Linked DNA regions of Hordeum vulgare: all the other regions are linked to region 1. Evidence: chromatin contacts called from public Hi-C data. All regions are on one chromosome and are shown on one strand. Each heading gives the region's core, a stretch centred on a gene start, on an enhancer-like site or on the middle of the called end of the contact. The rest is flanking DNA. Distances are from core to core; before and after follow the strand shown. Region 1 holds the start of LOC123412260 (probable L-type lectin-domain containing receptor kinase S.5). Region 2 has its middle 15 kb from the start of LOC123409774. Region 3 holds the start of LOC123408246.

Region 1 (2,835 bases), core at 199-2,698:
GCCAGGACGCAGTTGAGCTGGTACTTGCGGCCCGTGGACGCGGCGAACCCGAAGTAGGACTTCTCGGCCACGGTGGCCCCGAGGTCCAGCGGCGCGGCGAGCACCGGAGACGCGGGCTTGGCGGCGTCGACGTCGGCCATGTACACCGTGATGCGGCGGGCGTCGCCGTCGTAGTCGATCCAGACGTTGTACTTGGCGGTCTTGGCCGGCGAGATCTCGATGCCGCGGGGCGTGAGCGAGGCGTTGGCGACGGAGACGACGCTGTTCACGTTGAGGCCGATGTGGTTGTCGTCAGGGTCGTATGGCTGCTTCTCGGTGTCGAGCTCGATGGCGACGACCTGGTTCGTGGCGTTGCCGTCGGTCGTCGCGTTGGTGAGGCCGAGGAAGCCGCCGTAGCTCGCGGCGGGCGGCTCGCCCGCGGACGGCGCGATAAGGAACGCGAACCCCTCCGCCGGCTCCGCGCCCGACACGCGGAAGACGTTGACGGTGAAGACGGTGCGGAAGGACGCGACCTTCAACTTGCCGCCGGCGCCGGCATTGCCCTTGCCCTTGCCGCCCTTATCGCGGCGCCAGAGCCTGACTGGTGCGGAGTAGAGGACGCGGCCGGACTTATTGGTGAGGAAGTGGGCGGGCTCGTTGAGAGTGTCCGGCGTGATCTGGAGCGCGCCCTTGGTTATGTCGGCATCGCCGACCACCGTCAGGTTTTTGCCACGGTAGTCGGGATGGAAGTTGGAGAAGCTGAACCGGGTGACGCTCCCCGCATCCAGACCATCCAGCGAGCCATCGGCAGTGGCGTTCGTGGCGAGCGCGGTGGTGGAGCCTGAGCTAGAAGAGGCCAAGACGAGGAGGGACAGTACGAGTAAATGCACGGCCATTAATGGCGAACCAGGAGGACCGTGCGGGGAGGTTCGGTTCAACTGGACGCCGTGCACGGTGCACCTGCCCAAGCCGCGTGCTTATTTCTATCGGTTTTCCTGCTCTGGGAGATTAGATTCTGCCGCCGCCGGTGTAGATGTAAGAAAGGCAAAAGTCACAGGGAGAAAGGGGAAAAAAGGGTTCTTGCGGTTGCACAGGCACGTTCACACCGGTGTCTCCTTGCGGAGAAGCAGACAGGAAGGCGCTGGCCTCCTTACCTTATCTCCCGCCCGAGGTCGCTTTTCCCGTAATCTTTCTGAGAGGCTGTGATCGGGGTGATAGCAATGCTGATTTTTGCTGTTTCTTGCAGCCTGCAGGTGATGTGGCAAGTTGGAAGTTCTTGACAACTACCCTTTTCTATGAGATAGGATGAGTTTTTACAAGATAGACTTCGTATGCTGTGAGCTCGAAATTTAGCGCCATGCTGACTCGGAATTTCGGATAAAATGTTGAGTTTAGCTCATAAGATGGTGGTTTTTCTTTTGTAACTTGGTGGTTTTTCTTTGGCACTTTGGACTGCAGTGCTACTACTGGTGCTCGTGTATTGCTTGACGGAACAAACTTAAGCACTCTTCGGCATCAAACCCTCTCATTGGTTGTGAAGAACGAGATTGTGCTTTGACCGGAGGAATGAAGGAATACTACTACTAGTACTTCCTTCGTCCACACCCATAAGTTATTTAAAAAAAATCAAATAATTTTAAAATACTTATATACGGCGTACTGATTTTCATCTTGTTTTGTTTTTTTATGTGAATAAAGAAATCAATTAACAAAAATCGTGATGCGTGTATGATTTTCATGACTTTTTTGAATAGAGTATAAACGCAAGCGTTCATATACACACGCATATACTCATCTATATAAACGCACATACGCATACCCTATCCCTAAAAGCTTATCGTCGAAAAATCCTGAAATAGATTCAAAAATAATGCAAATACCGGGACTTAAAACCTGATGGGCTGAAGATACCATTGTCCATATAATCATCCAACCACAGGTTGGTTTGCATATGTTTTTAATGATTTAAGATATCTAGAATGACATACAATGATCAGTGCATTACATGCAATGATATTAATTAGCAAATAAATATTATTTTCTTTCATTTTTCTCTTCACCATAATTGTACGGAGGAAGTAGTATACAGCTTAGCCGGAATAAATTTGACAATTCTTCGTCGTCGAGCACTCTTCTTAGTACTCCTTTCATCCAGAATTACTTATCGTATGAATGAATAAAATAAGTTGTATAAAAGTAAAATACTATATTAGATTTTTTTTTATGACAATTATATTTGGACGAAGAGAGTATTAGTTATGAACAACGAGATTTATGCTCCTCTACCAAAGGAACAAAGGTGGGTATAGGTGGATGTCGATTACCCGGCCGTCTTCACCAACCTTTAATGGTACTAACTCACCTCTCATCATTGTTTGTTTGTTTCTTTGTTCTTTGAGACTTTGACAGCAAGCTTATCATTGTTTGTTGCTGTACGTGACACCGAACAAGAAGGAGACGGCAGGCAGAAGGTGTTCACGGGCGGGCGGCTGGCCAACGGGGGACGATCCACCGGTCAACAGTTGACTGCATGTCCCGGTCGAGGGTTGTGACGCACTGACATAACGCATGGCAGCAAATGTAACAAATGTTGTCCGGCAACGATGAGCAAGATGGTCTCCACGAGTTCGGATTGGAGTAGAAATTCCGAGGAAACCTAACTGGAACTGGAATAGGGAAGTTGATTGTAGGATTTCTATTCCTCACTCTCGTATAGGTGAACTTGGTTCGTTCAATGAAAAGGGATAAAAAGGATCCGCTGGGAATGAATGGGAAGACAAGGATTCGGTTAAAGAAATTACAGTTCAAGCATTGTAGTCCAGGATTTTCTTTCCAGGGATCTGATGTTATCCTATC
Region 2 (2,835 bases), core at 160-2,659, 630 kb after region 1:
AACCAACATAAAAACCTAGGCTATTGCCAGGATTCAAACTCAGGTCTTTAGGTACAAAAGAAGTAAAACTAACCATTACACCAACTAGAGTATTGGGATCGCTAGTAGCGATAACCTTATAAGAACAATGGGGTAGTGCTATTTCGTCTCCTCTATCACTTACTCCCTCCGTCTCGACGTATAGGTCATCTTAGGTTGCGCACCGTGACCAAGATGAAGAGGAAAACAAGAAAATTAATGTAATTTTACTAATTAATACCATTGCATGCGATGAACTGAGCATTGCATGTCGTGCTAATTAATTTCAAGTCACTAAAAACATACACGCCCCATGTCTCTTATTCGATGATTTCTTTATTCATGTCAAAAATAAAAAAACAAGATGAAAGTTAATGCACCGTGCCTAAGTGTTTTGTGACTATTTGGTTTTCGTAATATGACTTATAAACCGAAACGGAGGGAGTAGATTTTTTACGTATTTGAATAAAAAATGTAAATTTGAAAATATTCATAATTTTTGAAGAAAAAATCACAAACTTGAAAAAAGTTCATCAATTTCCAAAAAAAACATCAAATTTGAGAAAAGTTCATGAATTTTTAAAAACTTTCATCAAATTTGAAAAAAAGTTCATCAAACTTGAAAATTGTTCATCCAATTTGAAAAAGTTCAGCGGATTTCAAAAAAATCATTGATTTTAAAAAAAGTTCATCGAATCTGAAAAAAGTTCATCCATTTGAAAAAAGTTCAGCGAATTTCAAAAAAAAGTTCATCGATTTTTGAAAAATGTTCATCAAATCTGAAAAAAGTTCATCAATTTGAAAAAAGTTCAGTAGATTTTTAAAAAAGTTCATCAACTTTTCAAAAAAATAAAAGTTCATTGGATTTGAAAAACGTTCACTGAATTTTGAAAAAGTTCATCAAGATTGAAAACAGTTCACCATTTCGAAAAAAGTTCCCACATTTAAAGGAAAAAATCATCAACCTTGCAAAAAGTTCATCATTTTTTAAAGTTCATTGGATTTGAAAATGTTCATCAAATTTGAAAACAAAGTTTATGAAATTTTTAAAAAGTTCACTGAATTAAGAAAAAGTTCGTCAATTTTTAAAAACAGAAAAAAAAAGTAAAATGAAAAAACAAGAAAACAGAAGAAATGATGATAAGGGAAAAAATGACGTATCTAAGCACATCACTTGTCCATGGCGTGGTTACCACTCTTGGCAGTGGACCACGAGCTCCTTGGCGGGGGCATGCAGCGCTCAATAGGAAATGCCGCTCCTATCTACTGCTCTGTGCTACACATTGTCGCTTGTTCCTCCAGGAGCTCCTTGGTACGAACCCTACTACTTTCTAATTTTTGAATGGACACGCGAAAGTAAATGGGCCGAGCCCAGTTAGCATGGCTGCACGCGCCGGTTAGCTGAATACCAAATAAACCGGCGCCTGCAGTGCTGAATAGGAAATCCTACTCCTATCTGCTGCTCTCTGCTACACGTTGTCGCTTGTTCACACACAGATGGACGAACTGGAGATCGAAATGGGCCGCTCCAATTACAAGAGAATGCCCAAGCTACAGTGTCCAGTTTTGGGACCCTTCTATAAGGTTCTCGGCCAGTTTTGGGTAGCTTCTGGAAGGATCTTAGACTAGTATTTACAGGATTTTCCTACTTTATATGTTTTTTGTTTCATTTTTTAGTGTACTTCATTTTATTTTTCTCTGATTATTTTTTCTCTTTTTCTTTTTCTGTTTTTCTGTTATTTATTTTACTTTCTATTTATTTTTATTTACTATCTTGTTCTTCAAAATTTCAAGAAAAAACAAAACTTCGAAAATTTGCACTCAAAAAATTTATTTTTTTAGAATGAGACTATTTTGTTCAAGAAATCTACCATTCTTTTGGAAAATCTTCCTCTTTTCAAAAAATGTTCCTTTTTCAAATGGGAATTTTTTTTAGAGAAATTGTGCAGGTTTTTGAATACTAGAAAAAAATTGAAACAACGTTTCGAAAATTTGTGAGCAATTTTTGAAGAATGAACATTTTTTAAACTTATGTAGACTTTTTGAAAAGGGAAACATTTTTCACAAAACGAAGAACATTTTCTAAAATTCCTGAACATATTCAAATCAAGAACATTTTTAGATTGATGAACAAAATATGAACGAGTTTTCAATTTGTGAACAAATTTTTTAAAAAAGAAAAGCATTTTTTCACTAATTTACGAAAATATTTATTCATCAATTCTTAAATCCTAGTTATTTTTTTAGACACGAACATTTAAATATAAATGGTGAACAAAATTTTAAACAAAGTTATATTTTTTTAAATTCAAAACAAAATTTAGGCAATGTCAAACAAAAATAAAAAGATGAAAAAATAAAAAAGGAAAAAGGAAACAATAACATTTTGTGAAAAAAGAACATTTTTTTATAAATCCTGAACATTTTCCAAAAATAACAACATTTTTTGAAGTTATAATTTTTGTGAATATCCAGAATATTTTTTGAATATATGAACATATTTGAAAAATGTTTTTTTTCGAAATTTGTAACATTTTTTAAAAGATAGAACGTTTTTCTGAAAATACCGGACATTTTCTTTAAAAATTGGACATTTTGTGAAAATACTGAACATATTTTAAAATTATGAATGTTTTTGAAAAACAACAACTATTTAAAATTAGAACATTAAAAAAAACAAAAACATTTTTTGAAAATCCAAAACATTTTTTGAAACAAAAACTGAAAACAAAAAATAAAAATAAGAAACAGTTTAGAAAACTTGTAGAAGGTTTCCAAAACCAGCAAAAATGACTGAAGATGTTCCGCTTGAATGAG
Region 3 (2,835 bases), core at 215-2,714, 600 kb after region 1:
ATGCCCACGCTGACGGGCTGGTGCGCCAGCGCCTTGAGCAGGCTCAGCTCACTGTTCTCCGGCACGTCCTCGTAGCCGCTTATGGTGACGACCTTGGAGTGGGGCTAACCATGCAGGGCACGAGATCAAAGCAATCAAAGGCAGTTCATGTCCAATGTCCAGAGCAACAAGATGCCTCTGCAAACTGAATATCATCAGCTTGTTGTGCCACCAACCTGCTTCTCCTTGCAGTCGCCCTCCTCCATGAGGTAGGGGTAGTCGCCGTCGGTGTGGATCCCCTGGTTCCCCACCATGTAGGCGTAGGCGAAGTCCATGAGGCCGCCTCCACAGCCGTGGTCGAAGGTGTTGTCGCAGTCCATCAGCTCCTGCTCTGATAGCGACTCCAGCCTGCCCGTCATGATCTGGTTTATCCCCTCCACCGCCGCCACCGTCGAGAAGGCCCAGCAGCTTCCTGCAACACAATTTCAGAACTCAGATAGATACATGGCGCGCAATGCGCTGACTGAAATCCTGAGATGGATCATGGATTGTTCAGAGATTGCCTTGTCTCCTTACCGCATTTCCCCTGGTTCTTGACCGGCGTCACCGCCCCCTTCTGACGGGCGCCCAGCCGCCAGTAAGCCTGGCGAGCGGGCAGGAGAAGATCTTCCACTGGCTGCGCCAGGGGGTGCCGACGTCACAGAGCGTGAAGACGGCGCGGGCGCCGGCGGCCAGGATGGGGCTCCGTGGCTTGGAGGGGAGCGAGAGGGGGTGCTTCATCCACTTGCCAGATCCCTCAGACGGGGAGTAGGAGAGCGCGGCGAGCTCGGTGAGGACGAGCACTACGCCGCCGGGCCCGCGAGGACGGTGCCGTGGCGCGCCCAAGCGGATCCGTGCGGGGGCAGCACGCGGTAGGTGCCCGCCAGCGGGTTGCAGACGGCGAGCGCCTTGGGCGGGTGGGCTGCGCTGGCTGTGGGCGACGACGTTGAGGAGGAGGAGGGAGGGAGGGGTGCGGGGGGTGGGCCGGTCTCGATCGAGAGGTAGAGGAGGGAGCCGAAGGAGGCGACGGGGGAGAAGGCCTAGTGGGGGAGGAAGGAGGTGAAGGGGAGGCGGAGCCAGCAGCGGCGGTCGGGGTCGAAGGCGTGGAGGCATCCCCACTAGGCGCGTTGTGCAGCGCGTTGGACGGCAGGCGGTGGATCGGCGCTGTCGCCTCGTCGTCGTCTTTTTATCCAGATCCACTTATATAGGGCCTGCGGGTTGAATATCCAGAAGCAGAGGGACTTTTATGCAAAAATGCCGGCGACGTACGGCAGAAGCGATACGCGCTTTATTATTAGGGGAGATAAAGGGACCGTATGCATCGTGCTGATGCAGAGGCCGGAGGTAATCCTTCTTTTTAAAAAAAACTAGATGATCTCGACATAACGCTCCCCGTAAAAAATATAATACCATATATTATAGCGGCTAAGCAAGCCCGGCTGGCGTCAATTCTCAGTTCATACGGTGATTCTTTCCCATGCTGACACATCTGTTTTCTGGAGGAGACCGGCCTTCTCGCATCGGTCGCCTCTGGATAGGGTTTGTCGCTGCCGGGCCGGGCCTCTGGTCGCCGTCGCAGCCACTGCGGCCACCGGCCGTGCACCCTCGCGTCACTACCCACGCCCTTCTTCCACCTCTGCTTGGGCAAGGGGATCATCTGTGCGCACTCCTCTTGCCGTTCGTGCAGCCCGCATCGTCGTCGGCATGGCGCCCCACAAGGTCGTCGGACTCCAAACGGTGCCGCAAGTGTGAGTCCATGGGTAGGTGTCCTCATCGTTGAGCGTTTGTTGTTTCTTAGTTTGACATGCTCTGAGCTCCGGTCTGGAAATGACATGGAATCATAATATGTACCGCCAGCCTCCCCCGTGCCAAGGCTGCTCTCCAAGCCTTGCATCTCCAACCAGGTCAGCCTGGTGTACGCGTTTGTGGGCACCTCGCCACCATCACATGTATGCACACTACACCTCGGAAGGCATGGATGGCAGCTCATTTCGAACTTTTTCACTCAATCCGTTCCAAGCTCTGGATATAGGTTCAGATGTGGTTTCAGAACAGGTGAACAATACCTGGCGAAGTGATTGTGTTTCAGATTTAAAAAAAAGGTGATTGGGTTTGAGGTATTGCTCTAATTTATACATGTCTCTCGTCCAGTTCATACACATGTCCTTCTTACTCTTCTTACTCGTCCAGTGATTGGGTTTGAGAAATTGGATCTTTTGCCCCACTTTACTTCCCAATTTGATAATTTGCCCTCCCCCTGAGACTGCCGGATGGGGCCGGGGCCACTGGTCATTGAGATAACACTGGGCAAATCATCTAACCCCTTGTGAAGTGGGGCAAATCATCCAACCCCCCCCCCCCCCCCTACGCGATTCGTATGACACAGTTGTTGCAGTATTTGCTATGAATTTTCATGAAAAAGTTTCTTTTCTGCTGCTTTTTTAAGTCTACAACAATGAAAAAAGATTCAGTAATTTATCCAACACTATTTCTTTTTCTTTGTAATATGATCCACTTTTTACTGATTTCTTTGAATATTTATTTTCAGTAGCAATTGTGGAGCTGGCGGCCCATATGAAGTGCTTCATGGACACTTTGGTGTAGATTTCAATTTGGGAATATGTATAATATTATGTGTACTCAACTAGACTGCTATTCAACAATTATTTCTTTTTCTTTGCAATATGATTCACTTTTTACTGATCTCTCTAAACATTTATGTTCAGTAGCAATTGTGGAGCTAGCAGTTCAGATTAAGTGCTTCATGAAGACGTTGTTCTAGTTTTCAGTTTGGGAATGTGTATAAATATCCTGTGT

What was found. A called contact is a pair of places that touch in the nucleus more often than the background predicts.
Region 2: a contact with region 1 is called in a Hi-C map of seedling, with 4 times the contacts expected there. The contact joins the enhancer-like site here to the promoter of LOC123412260 in region 1. A contact is called at or near these places in 1 of 6 Hi-C or Micro-C datasets (seedling) and 1 of 1 datasets of contacts at active chromatin or transcription factors (embryo).
Region 3: a Hi-C map of leaf shows a contact between it and region 1, with 4 times the contacts expected there. The contact joins the promoter of LOC123408246 here to the promoter of LOC123412260 in region 1. A contact is called at or near these places in 2 of 6 Hi-C or Micro-C datasets (leaf and seedling) and 1 of 1 datasets of contacts at active chromatin or transcription factors (embryo).

The regions. Positions count from the first base shown.
Region 1 is chr7H:183,648,649-183,651,483 of MorexV3_pseudomolecules_assembly, reverse strand. LOC123412260 (probable L-type lectin-domain containing receptor kinase S.5) reads right to left here and starts at 1,448. Exons shown (of 2, transcript XM_045105208.1): 1 at 1-1,448. The coding sequence starts at 875.
Region 2 is chr7H:183,023,120-183,025,954 of MorexV3_pseudomolecules_assembly, reverse strand. No RefSeq gene overlaps it. Among protein-coding and RNA genes, the nearest start is that of LOC123409774, 15 kb to the right of the region's middle. Within about 2 kb of position 1,409, at least 3 of the 3 cell types and tissues checked have open chromatin away from gene starts, as enhancers often do. A contact at or near this core is called in seedling, where this site is marked.
Region 3 is chr7H:183,051,058-183,053,892 of MorexV3_pseudomolecules_assembly, reverse strand. LOC123408246 reads left to right here and starts at 1,464. Exons shown (of 2, transcript XM_045101398.1): 1 at 1,464-1,778; 2 at 2,567-2,835. The coding sequence starts at 1,496. The coding sequence ends at 2,622. It also overlaps the pseudogene LOC123408582.